Regions from separate parts of the Sus scrofa genome. Here region 2 is linked to region 1. The links are chromatin contacts, called in public HiChIP or PLAC-seq maps. All regions are on one chromosome and are shown on one strand. The core of a region is the stretch at or near the end of the contact, and the rest is flanking DNA. Distances in the headings are between cores, read along the strand shown.

The links. HiChIP or PLAC-seq counts read pairs in DNA pulled down with a chosen protein or histone mark.
Region 2: a contact with region 1 is called in an H3K27ac HiChIP or PLAC-seq map of alveolar macrophages. The contact joins the promoter of NEU1 here to the promoter of BAG6 in region 1. A contact is called at or near these places in 1 of 5 promoter capture datasets (liver) and 1 of 2 datasets of contacts at active chromatin or transcription factors (alveolar macrophages).

Annotation. Positions count from the first base shown.
Region 1 is chr7:23,766,398-23,770,472 of Sscrofa11.1, reverse strand. BAG6 (BCL2 associated athanogene 6) reads left to right here and starts at 1,814. Exons shown (of 26, transcript NM_001145382.1): 1 at 1,814-2,075; 2 at 2,747-2,867. The coding sequence starts at 2,760. It also overlaps a transcript of APOM not described here.
Region 2 is chr7:23,956,705-23,960,779 of Sscrofa11.1, reverse strand. NEU1 (neuraminidase 1) reads left to right here and starts at 2,121. Exons shown (of 6, transcript NM_001101822.1): 1 at 2,121-2,422; 2 at 2,836-3,028; 3 at 3,989-4,075. The coding sequence starts at 2,261. It overlaps SLC44A4 (solute carrier family 44 member 4), which reads left to right. Exons shown (of 21, transcript NM_001101818.1): 18 at 211-281; 19 at 384-478; 20 at 553-637; 21 at 1,601-1,845. The coding sequence ends at 1,722.

The DNA of each region.
Region 1 (4,075 bases), core at 565-3,064:
TGGGAACATAAAAATGAGTAAGACACAGTCCCTGGCCTTAAAGATGTCAGTCTAAGGAAAACTAGATATCTAAACAAATTATTGCAGTACAAGCTGGTAAGTGCTTTAGAACAGGTGTGAACTGGGTGCTGGAGCATGGTGGATGGGAGGCTTTCTCTCTTAAGTTATTATTGGGGAAACAATATTATGCCCTCCCCAAAGTTTGCTGACACATTAATTCATTCACTCACTGTTTATTACTACAGGTAAGAGGCCACATAATCTAGTGCTTAAAAAGAATGGACAGTGGTGTCAGACAGAGTGGGTCCAAACTCTAATTTCTGTTACTTATAGATCTTCGACAATTTTGTTAATCTTTATGCCTGTTTTTTATCTGTAAATTGAGCAAATCATTAATCTTATAGGATTAAAAGAGCTAATGCAGATAAAGCCCTTAGCGAAGGCCTGCACATTCTAAGTCCAAAGTAAACATTCGCTATAATTAATAGTAATGTTTGTAAAGCACTTTATAGTCTCTGGGGGGGAATTAAGTTCTCAAATAATAAGAGGCAAGGAAAGAATCGTCAAGAGGCAGTCATTGGGTAGTGCCAAGTGTCATATATAAAAGCCTTTCCACATCTGAGCTAGTTATTACAATGAGAGCAGTTAATGAGACTTCTTTTATAGATTATTTATAACCCATGGACTGCTATAGGCTTGTGATTTGGTTAAAAGAACAAAATTTGGGTGGGTATATGACGGTTCATTACACTGTTTGGGGTAATGTTTCACATTTTTTATAATAAAAAATTAGACACAAGTTATTGGGGGAGTAAAGTATAACTGCTTGGGAGTCTGGTAGGCCTGGATTTGGTCGGTTCTGCCACTTACATTCCCCTAGGAGCACTCACCAATAAAACGTGTGTAATAACTAGCTCAGATGTTGAAAAGCTTTTACGTATGACAATATGTGAAACCCTCAGCAAACTGGCTGACATAGACTAGGCGCTCACTAAACAGGTCCTCCTTATAACTCTTAACTCAAACAGTACTGAGATGGGTATAATATGAAGCCCAGAAAGGTTGGGCACTGGAGACAGGGACCTCGGCAGCACCGCGGAAACGAGGCCCTTGCCCAAGGGGCGGGGGGAAGGGGGGAGAGCAGAGGGGACGGTAACCCCCCAGACCTCAGGCCTGCAGAAGCCATTAGGCGGCCCTTTCAATTCCCCAAGGTTAGAGTCTTGCGTTTCAGTCCAGTCTGACTCCATTTGCTCCCAATTCCCAATCTCGGAGGCGTCCTTTTTTATAAACAAACGTCCTGAAAGGTAGTAAATCCTCAACTTTTCCAAAACATGATAATGTCCCCCCGCGGCCGCACACCGCGGGAAGGAACATGGCGCCCACGCTCCACAAAACGCCCACGGGCAAAACCGAGGTCAGGCCCACCGAGGTCAGGCCCAACGACGCCACCGCAGGAAAGTCAGCTCGAGAACCACCTCCAACCGCCTATGGAAAGGGTGACTTCCGGAGGCGCCGAAGGAGCGGCGCAGCGAGAGCGATTGTGAGAGGCTGACAGAATTCTAGGTGGCCTGGTCAGTGCCGCCTCAACTTCTCTGCAGGCCAAAACTTTAACGTAAATTAGCGAGGCACAACTCTCAGGCTCCAGATTCCAAACTCCATACAACTGTTCAAAACCCCCCTCGAGGCAGTCGAAGAGTCTCACTTTGTAATTTTTTTCTTCAGGCATTTATAGCGGCCACCACAACCCCCTACTGCTTAAGCGCGCGCGCACAGGAGAAATGAACAGGGCCGGAGGGGGTGGGGCGGTGCCGAAGTGTGTACGCATGCGTAGTGCGACGCACGCAGGCGCAGTGAGGTACCCCGGGAGACGGTGGCGGCGGCGGCTCTTCGGGGTGCTCGGCTCCCTCCCATCTAGGCCGGCCCCGGCCCGTCTCGCCCCCAGGAACTCAGTTTGGGGCTGATAACTTAATCTTCGTGCCCTACAAAAGTAAAGCTTGGGGACCTGGGGGAGCCGGAAGTACCGCCTCGCGATCCCCAAATACTATCGGGGAAACGGAAGTGACCGTCGGTGGCAGGTTGGGGGAGACCGGAAGTGACGGTACCGTGGGGAAGTCGGGGGCGGAGCCGCGGGTGGAGGAGTGTGAGTGGGTGTGTGTGGTGTGTGTGTGGGGTGTGTGTGTGTGTGTGTGTGTGTGTGTGTTGGTTGCGCCGCTCTGCTAGAGCACCGAGGGAAGGTAGAAGAGGGGGGCAGTCAGCTAGCAGTTCTGGCCCCCTGTGAGTGTCCATTATCTCGAGTCCGTCGTGACTTAAGCGGGTTCGACGGGCGTGGCGTGGCGCGCGTGCGCGAAACCACTTTCTCCGCAGAGTGGCGCGACCCTCGCTCTCGCGTTGTCCCTGGGCTTGACGACTTCTCGGGCCCTTATCCTATCGCGACCGGTGATGACACTGGTCCTGTGTTTCCTTCCCTGTTTCCTAGCCAGACTGGCCCTCCTTTATTGTGATTGGCATCGTGGAGCCCCTCCCACCTCCCGTCCTCCACCTCCCTGTGCCGTCGATCTCTTGCCCTTTGTGTTTCTCTCTCTGTGCCCCGGAATCAGAAAGGGGCTGGGGGCGGGTGTGAGAGTGTGTGCTTGTGTGAGAGAAACTCTTCAGGTGTGGGGGCGGAGTCTCTGGCCGGGGTGGCTTCCGGGTATATAAAAATCTGCTCTGGGCGACAGCGGGCCTCCCTCCCTCCATTCTTCCTTAGAGAGCTGTCGGCCATGGAGCCCAATGATAGTACCAGTACCACTATGGAAGAGCCTGAAAGCCTGGAGGTGCTGGTGAAGACCCTGGACTCTCAGACCCGGACCTTTATTGTGGGGGCCCAGGTGAGACCCCAGTACTTCTGGAAGACACCTATTAACTCTTTTTGTAGGTTCCTTTTTCTGAGATAAGAGTCTTATCTTCTGGTCTTCTGATTTTCTTTCATTGATTTTTTTTTGTTAATATTGTAGCCAGAACGTTTGGTGTATGCTTTCTGTTGTGTGAGGCAGATTTTCTTCTGCTTTCTTTTACCTCAGTAAAACTCAATGTAGAAGGAAAGAAGGAAGGAGGAATCTCTGCCAACATCATGAGTGAACCCCAGCTCAAAGGGACAGACATGGTTCCTGTCCTTTGAACAGAACCTAAAATGCAAGTGTGTCTTAAGAAGAAAAATTGGCAAGGCCTGTACTGTGTTTTTAAAGAATAGAATTGGGGTCCTTTAATGCAGGTGGAGTCCTAATAGAATGTTGAGTGGAATTACTGATATTTATGATGTAATTTGAATCTTTTGAGTTTGATGTCATGGACACAGCTGTCTGTGGCATTACTTCTCTAATAGTTGTAGAAAAGATCATGAGGGGGTTGACCCATAGTTTTAAAACATGTATTTAGGGAAACTCTATAGGCTTTTGTGATTGGGTATGTAAATAGTTTGGTACTTCCCAAGTGGAGTTAGTTGTCTAGTTAGGAAAAATGTTTTTCCGTTTTGCTCCTTTTTCTTTTTTCTTGCTTGAGTCTTCTTTCCTTAACTAGATTCTTCACCACGGTGTCTTTGTCATTGTTTTATCTTTGAGAGTACAGAGTTGTATCATTTTGTGCTTGAGGAGGGGGTCACTGGTATCTTTAGACAGACACATTCTTTTGGAAGTCAAGGACAGAAGGGAATGTCCATGGGCTTTTCTCTTTATCAGCCCTGTAATTTTTCTCTTAGGTCCATAACCTGGAGTTTTATATGTTTAATGTCTGTGTTTTGACAAATGTTGCCTTAGTTCAGGGCTTTGCACAATGATTACCTCACAATTAAGACAAATTGGGAGTTCCCGTTGTGGCTCAGCAGCCTATGAACCAGACTAGTATCCATGAGGATGAGGGTTCAATCCCTGGCCTGGCTCAGTGGGTTAAGGATCTGGCGTTGCCGTTGCCGTGAGCTGTAGTGTAGGTCACAGATCCAGCTTGTATCCAGCATGGCTGTGGCTGTGGCTGTGGCCAGAAGCTGCAACTCCGATGCCACCCCTAACCCGGGAACTTCCATATGCTGTGAGTGCGGTCCTAA
Region 2 (4,075 bases), core at 872-3,371, 190 kb before region 1:
CCCACCCCAACCCTGGTGATCTCCCCGCAAGGCCAGCTTCCTGGGCATGCTGTGCTCAGAAGGGCCTTGAGCTTGGTTTAACCTCTGCTTCCTCCATCTTGAAATGTGAGCGATTTTCATTTTGCAGCTGTCACGGCAAATCACATAGCCAATTCTCTTCCCAGCCCTGCCAGGCCTCTCACCCCCAACCTACCCCATCTCCCTATACAGGGTGGTCGTCCTGGACAAGGTCACAGACCTGCTGCTGTTCTTTGGGAAATTGCTGGTGGTTGGAGGTGTCGGTAAGGACCAAGACACGAGTTACAAGGACAGAACACTGGTGGCCAGGCAGTTTAAGAGGTGACCTTAGAGGAGTGACATTGACCTCCAGATCTCTCCCCTAGGGGTCCTGTCCTTCTTTTTTTTCACCGGTCGCATCCAGGGACTGGGTAAAGACTTTGAGAGTCCCCAGCTCAACTATTACTGGCTGCCCATCATGGTGAGTGACCTTCGCCCCTCTGCCTCACCCTCCACCTCTCCAGAGGAACCCTAAACGGGCTTTGTGTCTTCCAGACCTCCATCATGGGAGCCTACGTCATCGCCAGTGGCTTCTTCAGCGTTTTCGGCATGTGTGTGGATACTCTCTTCCTCTGTTTCTGTGAGTAACACCCCCCACCTCTCCCCAACTTAAAGGTACCAGATCATTCAGGCTTTTTCAGAGACTTGGTGCTTCTCGAAATAGCAATTTCATGAGTTATAGAAGCCAGAGCCTGAGGGAGCCTCTACTAACATCCTCAGGCCAGGTATTTGGGAAGCAGTATGGGAGTGAGCCCCTAGTCTCCTGCGCTCTCCCAAGAAGGAGCATTCCAGGGGAGAGGCCTCTGGCATCTTCCTGCAGAAAATCTAGGGAAGAGAGTTCCTGCTGTGGTACAGCAAGCTAAGGATCTGGTGCTGTCTCTGCGGCAGGGCAGGTTCCATCCCTGGCCCTGTACATTGGGTTAAAGATCCGGCATTGCGAAGCTGTGCCCTAAGCCCTTCTGTATACCACGAATGCGGGGTGGCGGGGGCGGGGGGGGGGAGGAAGAAAGAAAGAAGAAAGAGAGAAAGAAAGAGAGAGAGAGAATGAAAGAAAGAAAGAGAAAGAGAGAGAAAGAAGAGAGAAAGAAAGAAAGGAAAGAAAGAAAGAGAGAGAGAGAGAGAGAGAGAGAGAGAGAGAGAGAGAGAGAGAGAGAGAGAGAGAAAGAAAGATAGATCTAGGGATGAAGTTAGCCACAGCAGACTCCCCAGCAGGTGGCTGTAGAGAGTGAGGATTTTCTCACCCTACTGTATGCATTCATTTGGGATATCTTAAGTACCAGGCTCTCCGCTAAGAAACTGACATGTATCATGTATTTTTTTCCGTTAATCCCTTTCATTCTATGAAACATAGTATTATCGACTCCACTCTACAGATGACCTATTTACATAACCTATTTAGCAGTTTACAAAAATTGCCCCAAAAAACAGCTGGTGGGAATGCAGCCAGGAAACCAGGCAGCTGTCTCTTGGTCCTTGATTTCCACCCCCGGGAATGGGGTTAGCCCCCAACGTTCCGTTCTTATGGGTCTATGTCGCGCCTCAGTGGAAGACCTGGAGAGGAACGACGGCTCCCTGGACCGGCCCTACTACATGTCCAAAGCCCTTCTGAAGATTCTGGGCAAGAAGAACGAGGTGCCCTCGGGAGACAAGAAGAGGAAGAAGTGAGAGACGTAGCCCTGATCCAAAACAGCACCCCGCCTGTACAGCCTCCCAGCCTCATTCCCGCCTTCCAGATGTCGATTTTGTAGTAAAAAGATTAAAAGATTGATATTGTGTTTTCTCAAAAACTCTGGGACTTTTATTTCCTCCAAGACCACACGCTGCCCTCCCCCGCCCACCTGGCTCTTTAAAAGGGGCCCTGCCCCTGTGACGCCCCTACACCCCCACCAGTATCACGGCCAATCAAAAGGCATCTGTGGAGTTATGCCCGCCCCCTTCTTCAATCAAACCAATAGTCTTCCCGTTCGGGTCACGCGCTCCGGGACTTCAAAGAAGGCCCATTGGACAACGTAGAGAGGAGGTGCTGAAGGGTCACGTGAGGAGTTACGCGAGGGCCAATTAAAGTCGCGGTAGCTCGGCTGGGGGCCCTGACTTGCTGTGGATTTGAGGGTGACATCTGAGCATTTAAAGGGCTGGGGTCAACTGAGCGACTCAAGCCCGCGTCTAATCGTGGAGCCAGGGTCGCGGCCGCCGCGGGGGAGAGATGACTGCGGAGCGACCCGGCGCAGTGCCCCTGGGCAGACCCGGGAGACCGCCTATGCTGGGATTAGGGGAAGCCTATAGGGCCCAGGTATTTGCCTCGATCTTCCTGCTGCTGTTGTCTCCGGCAGGAGTCGGAGCCAGGGCAAAGAACGACTTCAGTCTGGTGAGTTAACCCTCGCATGGCCCCATCCCCAACCACGCAGGCGGTCGGTCTGTGTCAGGTTGTACGCCCGGGACGCAGGCTGCTAAGCCCCCTCTCCTTTCCCAATCCCTGCCCCTCTCTGGGTTCCTCGTCCTCTTTCCTTCTGAGGCTCCTCATTCGAGCTCCTTCCCCTTTTGAGGTTTCCCTATCCCAGAGGGCTTCTTCTCCCCTCGTAGTCCCTTACGCTGCCTAGAGACTCCAGCTTCGCTACAAACTCTCCTCAGGGTTCCCCTTCCTTGTTCTGGGAAACCTGCTCCCACTTGGGGTCCCTACCACCCTACCTTTCCCAGGGGAACCTGCGTCTGAGTTGCTATTCATTCACCCTAAAGCCCAAGTCACATTTGTTCAGTTCACCGGAACTCCTCCCTTCACAGGTGCACCCGCTGGTGACCATGGAGCAACTGCTGTGGGTGAGCGGAAAACAGATCGGTTCTGTGGACACCTTCCGCATCCCACTCATCACCACCACTCCTCGAGGCACCCTCCTTGCCTTCGCTGAGGCCAGGAAAATGTCAGCATCGGATAAAGGCGCTAAATTCATTGCTCTGCGGAGATCCATGGACCAGGGTAAAACTATGCCTGGGAGTTCCCACCACCGCTTAGCAGTAATGAACCCGACTAGTAACCATGAGGATGTGGGTTCAGTCCCTGGCCTTGCTCAGTGGGTTCAAGGATCTGACGGTGCTGTGATCTGTGGTGTTGGTTGCAAACCTGGCTTGGATCCCTCATTGCTGTGGCAAAGGCCGGTGGGTGCAGCTCCAATTTGACACCTAGCCTGGCAACTTCCATATGCCGCACGCAGGGGCAGCCCTAAAAAAAAAAAAAAAAGCCTGTGTGGCAAGATGTTGAATGGGTGGGGAGCCTGATTTTCCGTAGAGCCCTGGAGCTGCTGGGTCCCTGAAGACTAGAGGCAACCTAAGAAGGGAAGGTGTCCAGGGCAGTAATGCAGACATTGGGATCTCCAAGGAGTTGAACATTCATCCAAATGTTTATTGAGCACTTACTATATACCTGGCAGTGTTCTAAGTTCTGTGACTACAGTTATGAACAAAACAGAGCAAAAATCCTCGCCTTTGCAGGGCTTATATTCTATTGGGAGGAGGCAGACAATAAGCATAATAAGTAATATATTTGTGTTGGAAGGTGATTAAGTGTAATGGAGAAAAATAAAAATAAAACAGGGCAAGAGGTATGGAGAGGGTCAAGAGTTTGACTGCAATTTTCAAAAAAGGACATTTGAGCAAAGACTTAAAGGAGGTAAATGAGCCTGAGGAAAAAATGCCCCAGGCAGGTGTAACAAGATAAGGCAAAGGAAAGTATTTGAGAAATGGGAAGGAGTTTGTGCGGCTGGAGGAAGTGAGCAAGGGTAGAACAGATACAGTCAGAGAGAGAAGGAGGGTCAGGACTCGTAGGCCCTCTGGACCATCATGAGACCTTGGATCCCTAGCAGGGGGTGGAAATTTCAGGGAGTAGTGGAAAGAGCCCCTCCAGCTTGTTCACCCTGCGTTTCTTCCCTTTTTCCTTTAGGCAGCACATGGTCTCCGACAGCTTTCATTGTGGATGATGGGGAGACCCCAGATGGTCTGAACTTGGGGGCAGTGGTGAGCGATACAA